2 separate regions of the Sus scrofa genome follow, and region 2 is linked to region 1. A link is a contact called in public Hi-C data. All regions are on one chromosome and are shown on one strand. Each heading gives the region's core, a stretch centred on a gene start, on an enhancer-like site or on the middle of the called end of the contact. The rest is flanking DNA. Distances are from core to core; before and after follow the strand shown. Region 1 has its middle 95 kb from the start of CTNNB1. Region 2 holds the start of CTNNB1 (catenin beta 1).

Region 1 (4,392 bases), core at 1,122-3,621:
GTAACCCCCCTTTTTCCACTTTCTGCAGAGAATGGTCCTGAGATTGCTGAAAACCAAGTTTATAGGATGGCCAAGAAAACTAGATATGTGGAGATCCGCTGTCCTAAAAGACTGCTGCTAAGGCCCCGAGATGACAACTCGCACACCTTTCATACTGATGGATCTAAGAACTTAATCCTTCGAGTTACTAACGCTCTCTCCCTCATCCCCAATGCCTTCCCTTGTGTCTTGTCCTTGGAATCTCCCAACACTTCTTCTCTGATTAAGACATAAAATAGGAAGACTAGCAGGCAAGTTACTGGCATCTGGGAAGGGCTACCACCCAGCGCAGGATGTCACAGAGCAGGTGAGCGTAAGCAACAGTAAATATCGTGGCCACAAGGCTAGAGCTCTGAGTTTGGTAGGTTTCACCGGAGAAACCTCAGACTCAAATAGTTCCTCTGCCTGAAGAGTGAGGTTCCTGGCATGGACCTTTATGGGTGAAATCTAGACCAGGAACATGCCTAGCTCTGCCAAGGTCCTACTTATGGAAGTCTGCCACTCATACCCAGGCTTCCCAAATCACCCACCTCTCACCCCTCTGTCACTCTTTCTGGGCTTAGTTCTTTTTTTGTTTTGTTTTGTTTTGTTTTTTGTTTTTTGTTTTTGTCTTTTCAGGGCCGCACCCACAGCATATGGAGGTTCTCAAGCCAGGGGTCTAATTGGAGCTGTAGCCACAGGCCTGCAGCACAGTCACAGCAACACCAGATCCGAGCCATGTCTGCGACCTACACCACAGCTCACGGCAACACTGGATCCTTAACCCACTGATTGAGGCCAGGGATCAAACCTGCAACCTCATGGTTCCCAGTTGGATTCGTTTCAACTACACCACGACAGGAACTCCTGGACTTAGTTCTTTAACCCCTTTCACACAAGGTCTGGGGCCTGTGTTTCTGCCATTGTTTATTGCACTGAGTCCTTCTTGCTACAGTTCAAGTTCATTTCCCATGTCTGAAATCAGGAATGCTGGATTTGTTAGAATCATTAAGAGACCTGAGCCCCATCTGTAAAATCTGTATAATGATTACCAAGGATTAAATTGGATAGTAGCCTCAAAGTTGTTGGCAAGCCTGAGTAGCTACATATCAGATGATGGCGGGCGGGGGGGGGGGGTGGCTTTGCTAGAAACAGTGATGGATTCACACTAACCAACCACATCCTTGCCTTGTCACCATTTCAATCAAGTGGCTCTTCTTAAAGGATCTGAGGTCGTGGGATAGAGCCTTGCTTCTCAAGGTGTGGTGAAGGGAGCAGCAGCCTGAACGTCACCTGGGCACTTTCTAGGAATGTGGACTCTGGAGCCCCACCCCAGACCTCTGACTCAGAATACCCAGGTCTGACAAGCTCTAGGGGATCCCTGTACACTCTTCAGTCTGAGGATTGCTGGGGGAGGCCCTCCCTTTTCCTGTCCTCCCCCAGTATGTTCACTCACCTCCATTGGAATGCTTAGCACATTCGCTGCAAGTTTTACACTTCACTTGTTTGCATCTAAGAAAAGAGTGGGAGCCCAAAGCCAACAGGGAGTCTGGAGATGCTGATCACAGATCACTTGGGGCTTGAACGCTGCTATATCACTGACTAGTGAGGGGAGGCGAGTCACTTCACCACTCTTTTTTTTTTTAATTTATTTTATTAGAGCACAATTGATTTACAATGTTGGTTTACATTCTGCTGTAGAGTGAAGGGATTCAGTTATACATATATTTACATTCTTTTTTGTATTTTTTCCATAGTGATTGATGACAGGGTATTGAATATAGTTCCCTGTGCTGTATGGTAGGACCTTGTTGTTTATCCATTCTCTATCTAATTGTTTACGTCTGCCAATTGCCAACTCCCAGTCCATCCCTCCTCCACCCCTCACCCCCTTGGCAACCAGGTCTGTTCTCTCTGTTTGAGCTTAACCACTCTTGAATCATTATTTCTCCACAATGAAGAGGATCATTTCTACCTCAGAATGTTGTTGTGAGACAAAGTAGTTAAAACATCTAACTCCGTGCCAAGCATATAGGCATGCCAAAAAAAAAAAAAAAAAAATCCCCAAGGCCTAGCTTAGTGCTTGGCATGCAGTAATATTTAGGAAATTTAATGGAAATGAATTAAGCTTAAGCAAGTTTACTTTTGGTTTCCAATGAAACAGAATGTCTGCATGAGGGGCGGGAGTTGCAAAAACTTTGATCTCCCTGTTTGTTTCTCTGACCCTTGATGCTCTTCACGTTGTATCTTCAGCTGTCGTCACGTAGAAGTATTTTTCCATGCCTTGCAAGGGTCAGGAGGATGGATGGAGACACTCGGGGACAAAGCAGGGCCAGGGGCCAGGTGACCTTGGCTTTTGGAGCTCACAGGCTGACCTCCAGACTTCAAAGCAAGTGCAGTGCACTGGGGAGGTGTGCCAGATTCAGCCCTGGCTTCTGTTTTGTTTGGCCTATACAGGGTTTACCTTTTTTTTAATTCCTCGAAGACTTAAAAATCTTAAGAATTTAGGGGAAAAATATGCCTTTCTGGCTTTCCTTAAAAAGACCGACATCCCTCAGCCCCCACTGCCTGCCAATACTTGGCTGGAACTGAAGTTGGCTGCTCTCTGGCAGGGCCTATCCTCTCCACATTGCCACAGTCCGTACCACTCGCTCTTGTCACACTTAACCTACATGTGTCCCCTGTTGCTTCAACCATCTTTCTGGCCTTTCCTTAACTGATACTTGGGGAAAAAAACAAACAAACAAACAAACAAAAAAAACAGAAGACCCTTGGGAACTGGAGAAAGACTTTGACTCTCTATAATCCATGGAATGAGGCTTTGAATAAACTGTGTCCTCCTCTTAAAGGTCAGAGAGGCTCACAAGATCCAATAGTTCATGTCTCTCACTATTTGAGCACTTGAGATGTGCCAAGATTTTTGCATAATTTTATCCTTACAGTGGTTCTGTGAGGTGCTTCCCATGTTATGGATGAAAAAAAGTGATGCTTAGGGAAGTATATATGTGGCCCCAAAGCACGCAGAGGGCAGAGCCAGGACCTAAACGTGGGTCTAGCAGACCCCATGGTTCCTAAGCCCTTGGCTATAGGCTTAACTTCATATATGTGCACAGAGAGGATTGCAAGATATTAAACAAAATGAGTCAGCTCTAGGGGAGGTAAGAGAATTCTTGGCCAAACCACAATGTGACCTTGAACCATAGCTGTCCACACCCTTTCACCAGATCCCAGAACTGCCCATGGCTGCCTCAACAACATCTACCCCCAAGGTGGTGTGACAGAGGGAGCAGAAAGAGGCAGTGGTTTCATGGATTGTGGTTAAAATACCTGGCCTTTGCAAATTTTACAAAAACATGGGAACACTTTGTCAGGACCTCCTGGAGTGTTGGAAGGCCCATGTAAGTGGTAAGAACTAAAGATTATGTTTATTTAGTTTCACAGGGATCAGCCCTGCTCCCAGCTGCAGGTGACAGAAAAGTCAGCTCAAAGTGGCTACCAAAACAAGAAACCCCACTGACATTCGGACTGGAAATCAGAAGTGGGAGGCTTGGATCCAGCAGTCCATCAGGGACCCAGGCTCTTCATGCCTCTCCTCTCTGCCCTGTGTTCTTCATCCTAGACCTGGATCCCCTATGTTCTTGCGAAGGCCATCAGGAGCCACCTGGTCATCTGCCTCCTCTAAGAACAGATTCACTTTGCTGTACACCTGAAACTAATACAACACTGCAAGCCAACTATGCTCCAAAAAAAAGAAAAAAAGGCTTTGACAGAACCTTCAGCCACCTTCTTCTTAAGTCTGACTGATCCAAAATGGGCCCACTAGTCCTAAACTGATCACAGGCCAGACCAGTGGGATTACTTCCAGCCCAATCAGGTCTGCTCTTGGAGTCAAGGTCAAGGCCTCAAACCTCATTGCTGCTTCTCCATGAGGGAGAGGCCTATCTTCAAGTGAAGATAGATGTTGGAGTAAAGACTAGGCAATGTCCACTTCTCTTTTAGGATAACAACACAAGATGATGAGGCAATTGCCAAGCTTATTGGAAGAAAACATGCAGATAGTTAGACCTAAGAATTCCTTGGTGACTCAGTGGGTTAAGAATCCAGCATTGTCACTGCTGTGTCTTGGGTCACTGCTGTGGTACAGGTTTGATTCCTGGCCCCAGAACTTCTACATGCTGTGAGTGTGGCCAAAAAAAAAAAATATAGTTACACCTAGATTAACTTTAGGTTAATAGTCAATCAGAAAACATTATTGAACACTTACCATATGCTTAAATGAATACCATACCACCAATTTTTTTTTTTTTTTGTCTTTTTGCCTTTTCTAGGGCCGCTTCCCGCAGCATATGGAGGTTCCCAGGCTAGGGGTCGAAT
Region 2 (4,683 bases), core at 485-2,984, 95 kb after region 1:
TTGGGGATCAGTACCGGAAAAATGCCGTTTACACTTTTGAGTTCATATTCAAAACACTGCTTTGATGAAGTATCTTTTTCTGTTCAGTCTGTTCAAATTATGACCATTCGGTTTAACCATCCGCTACAGTTAATTCTACAGAATTACTAGCAAAGACACAAATGAGAAAGTCATTCTAGACAATGGATCTCACGGAACATCATCTTAGTGTGCAGACTTTTTCCACTGCAGGGGCCCATGCTATGGTGATAGATAACAGTTTAACATTACCTCGGTGTGTAGTAAAATATCTTTAAGATGGGGGAAAATTGAATTACTTCAGGAACATGTTGGCCCTGTTTAGCATTAGCTATGCCTAAAAACTATATAGCCTACTCCATGAGTGAATGAGTAAATAGGTTTCCTGTCTGTACCTATGCATAAAGACCTATTGTTTGCATGCATTAATTACAGGGATAAAAGCCTGAAGATAACTTTCACTGTTGCTTTTTGTATGCTCTTCATTGTTTTGAAGGAAAAATAAGCATACAATAGACTAGACAAAGTGAATGGATCATAATTTTTTCATCTTTGACAAATGCCAATCTTGCTGGATTACAATGGAGACATTTCGAAGGGAAACGAAGACCCAGCTTCAGCCTATTAGGACGAATTAGAAAATGTTTTTAAGAATAGAAAATTCGTTTTTAAAAATTAGAAGCTGCCTGATAGCTCCTTCCATAAACAACAACTTGGATTTCTCAACTAAGTAATATCTATACATGAACTTCCTCCGAGGAAAAATCCTCCCCCAACAAATTTATTGATACTTAGTAAAGTGGAACCAGATAAAATTGAAATCTGTAAGAATTAACCTAGTTGACAGGGCTCTAGAGCTAGTCCATTTCTATCAGTCATTTGTTCACAGTAGGGACTAAGGACTTGTTGAATTGCGGGCTAGGCGCCCGTTCTAACACGAGTTCAGTCTTTGGGATTGGGTTAACAGGAGGCTCGGCCCGGTACTTCACTTCCAGATTCAAGCCGGTAGGGATGCGGAATCTACGATTCAGACCGTGGAGGTAATGTGCGGCTCGGCTAGGAGCCAAGTCCTGCAGAGAGCTTGGGGCCCAGACCGCAAAGACGGCGAAAGCACGATCGCGCCGGGGTCCCTCGACTTGCATAGGGGCAGCAGCAGCGCCCGGCAGCGCCGGGAGCGGGCGGGCCCCGACCTCAGCACTGCGGTTGGCCCGGTCCCGAACTTCCGCCCTCCTGGGACCTGTGCCGCTCGGCCTCGTAGGGCCGGGGTCCGGGTGCCGCCTCCCACGGGCAGCAAGCGGCCAGTCCAGCGTCCGCTCTCTTGGCACTGGACGAGTGAGAGCCGGGGGGCTTCGGGATCCCGATAGTGGAGAATTTCGGGGTCGCCCTCCCCCAGCCCATCCCGGCCCGCGGGTGCCCTGGCCGCCCCATCTCGGCCGACAGCGCCTTGGCGGATCTGTCCTGCGGTCCCGCGCGGCCCGGCAGCCGCCGGCCTCTAACCCCCGGGAGCGCCCGAAGAGCTCGCAAGCGCCCCGCCCCAGCCCGAGGCGGGCGGCTCGGCGGAGCGGGGACTACTTTCCGCCGCCCGCCCGCGCCCCGCCCCTTGTCCTCGCGCGGCGGAACGCTCCGCGCTGCGCCGCTGGCGGCAGGATACAGCGGATTCTGCGCGACTTATAAGAGCTCCTTGTGCGGCGCCATTTTAAGCCTCTCGGTCTGTGGCAGCCGCGTTAACCCGGCTCCGGGAGCTGAGAGCGAGGGGAGGCGGAGACGGAGGAAGGTCCGAGGAGCAGCTCCGGTCTCCGCCGAGCCGCCACCGCAGGCCGAGGACGGTCGGACTCCCGCGGCGGGAGGAGCCTGTTCCCCTGAGGTGCTTGGGTGCTCCTTTCCTTACCCTTCCGGGGCTGCTCCCGCTCCTCTTCGGAGCCAAACTTCGTCGCGGGCGCGCGGTCCCGGCGGCGGCTGGAAGCCGGGCCCGGTGCAGCCCGGAGGGCCGGGGTGGGGAGCTGGGGGCTGACTGGGGGCGCCGGGGAGGCGGCGGGGGCGGGCCCGGCCCGAGGGGCGGAGGGCGGCGGCCGGGCCCGGGTTCCGGTCGCGCGGCTCTTTGGGGGCCCCGGGTTTGCCGCTTGCGGGGAGGGGGCGCCGCGAGGGCGCGTTCGGGAGCTCCGTTGTCTGGCGGGGGATAGTAGGGGGGTCTGTGGTTTCCGTCCCGGGCTCCGGCCGCGGCCGAGTTTGGGGGAGGGACCCTGCGCCTCTGGATGCGCCGGGGCCGGGGTGGGGGGCGGGGTGGGGACGGGGGACTCCGCCTTCCGGGCCTTCAAGGGGAGTTGGGGTACAGGCGCTGGGCCTGGGACCCGAGGTCCCATCTGCCATGAGGAGAGGACCAGTAGACTTTCTCTTCAGAGTCCCTCTTTCGTGCTTAAGGACGAATTAAGAGAATCGTTAGTATTATTTTAATGCTCTGCTGGTGTGTTTGGTTTTGGCTCCTGTTTAAATCGGAGCAACTTTAAACCGTAGAGGATCCAAACTATTATTGCAGACGGAGCGATGCTCCAGGAGGAGTTGCACAAATAAAATCCATATCTAGCACCTTTATTTTCTTGTACGGTGCAGGTGAGTGAAAGCAGTGTGCAAGGAAGGTCCTGGGAAAAATAAGGGCGAGGGCGACTGGCTTACTGTCTCTTACCAAGTGACCCGCCGGACTCAGCCTCTGACTGCTTCGAGAATTTTGTTCGTGGAAATTCTTTATTTAGATAATTTCATGCCAGCTAAACTTGATTTTGAGAGCACTTTCCAGCGAGATGAATTTTTCCCTCGCTACGAAATTGCCCGAAGGAAATTCAAGCGTTGCAACTTCGTTCCGTGTTTTGTCTGGGGCGAGGACTTGGAATGCAGTTTCGAAGTTCAGTTCTCAAAGCCCGCTACTGGATCCGCTAAACTTGAAAGCTTTGGCAGTTGGGTGTAGTTGATTCCTTCGTTTTCAGTTCCCTGTTGGAGGGAGCATTGTCTCCTACTTTGTATCTTCCAGACATCTGTGGTCTCCCCTCCCCCCCGAGTTTGTGAGTGGTGAATGAGGAGACTGGCCTGCTGGTATGCAGAGGTCCGCAAAAGGAAATCGAGGAGTGGTTTTAGTGAAACGAGAGCTTTGTGTCGTGAATAGTGGTGGCTTAGACTAGACAGCAACTTGAAGCGACGGCTAGCCTTTGATAAAGTCTGGACTGATGTTTTTCAGATCGCTGAGTTATAAAGTATTTTGTCTGGAACTTAGGAAGCCATTTCGTTATTGTCCCTTGGTGTGCATTCAGTACCTTCAGCTATCTTCACCTTAACTTGTCTTCAGAAATGTTGGACATAGCTTGAAATATTATTTACCATAATGCTACTGTTTAGTATCTGCTTAAATCAGTGACAAAAACATACTTTGGAGGGTTTTTTGTGGGTTTTTTTTTTTTTTTTTTTTTTTTTGTCTGAACTAAGGCGATGGCTGCATTTATTTTACTTTTACATTTAAACCCACAAAATCTCTGGGTTAAAAAAAAAAGTGCCATTAACGTTTGAGAATATCCTTGCACAAAATTTGATTAATTTGCACCCAATATTCATTACTTTGACCTAGTCTTTGTTCTAAAGGCCATGTACAAGGCCCTAAAGTGATTGCAACAGTAACTCGAAAAACTTGCAGAAGACTCTTCTATAGGATTAAAGGAATGCTGAGACTATTCAAGTCTAAGGTCCTTGAGGGGGAAATAAAAAAACTAAACTAGAAAGTTTAGTATAGCATGTAGCTTAGAGCCCTTGTGGAGTTCTAGGCTTAGATTTTTCCATAGGCTAGAATAATCATTTAAGATAGCTTTCAGGAAAAACCAATTTTTAAAAATAAAGTGGCAAAAAAAAGGACAAAAAAGAAACATTTAGCAGTGTTCAAGTGTCAATAGGTATTCAAGAGTTTTCTTTTGAAACGTTATCCGACTACTTCCTCTACCAAGATAATTATGTAGAAAAGTATGGATCCCAGTATTAAAACATAAGCTGAATTGAACTTCCTACTGTTGCCAGTGATGACTGGAATAAAAATTATCCATGTAAGTGAAGTAGTGTATTTTTGTTTTCATAGATACTTCCCTCCTCCACCCCCCCCCATAGGAAGGAAAACATGAATTAGGCATATTTCTCTAAGGGTATTTTGAGATTTGGTCTTTCAGGAAAACTATCTGCAAATACTGTTTTTTTTTATTGGGAGGGGTGAAAAGAGGAGCAGAAGTATTATTAAAACTGGGGATGTGGAGAATTCAAAAGTTTGATTCTCTGTCATTAAAAGTAGCAGTGAGATTAAAACCCTAGATATGGACTATATAAGTATCTTCAGCCAGTGAAACTTGTGTTATTGAAATAATACATCTATCCAGTTACAATAGGATTTTGTTTCTCTCTTCATGATTTACTAGTTACTGATAATAATTGTAGAGGAGTAGGTGGTAAATTTTAAGTTTGTACTTTGAGCTAGGGTGGAAGCATGCTTGATTGCCAACCCAGGACAAAAAAGGATGAATGCATTTAGAGCAGGGCACCTTCTAATAAAAAGTATTGGCAACTCTTTAGTGCTCCAAATTATTGACTTGTGTGACAGTGGTTGTGAAAACATTAATTGGTTAACTTAGTTGTATTCTTTTA

Evidence for each region. Hi-C and Micro-C count contacts between places; a contact is called where the count stands out from the background.
Region 2: a contact with region 1 is called in a Hi-C map of heart right ventricle, with 2.6 times the contacts expected there. The contact joins the promoter of CTNNB1 here to the enhancer-like site in region 1. A contact is called at or near these places in 5 of 47 Hi-C or Micro-C datasets (embryonic fibroblasts, fetal heart ventricle, fibroblasts and 2 more) and 1 of 2 datasets of contacts at active chromatin or transcription factors (alveolar macrophages).

Annotation. Positions count from the first base shown.
Region 1 is chr13:25,067,325-25,071,716 of Sscrofa11.1, forward strand. No RefSeq gene overlaps it. Among named protein-coding and RNA genes, the nearest start is that of CTNNB1, 95 kb to the right of the region's middle. Within about 2 kb of position 2,372, at least 14 of the 83 cell types and tissues checked have an H3K27ac peak or open chromatin away from gene starts, as enhancers often do. A contact at or near this core is called in embryonic fibroblasts, where this site is marked.
Region 2 is chr13:25,162,561-25,167,243 of Sscrofa11.1, forward strand. It overlaps CTNNB1 (catenin beta 1), which reads left to right and starts at 1,735. Exons shown (of 16, transcript NM_214367.1): 1 at 1,735-1,882. LOC106505576 (basic proline-rich protein-like) reads right to left here. Exons shown (of 4, transcript XM_021069211.1): 2 at 1,907-2,327.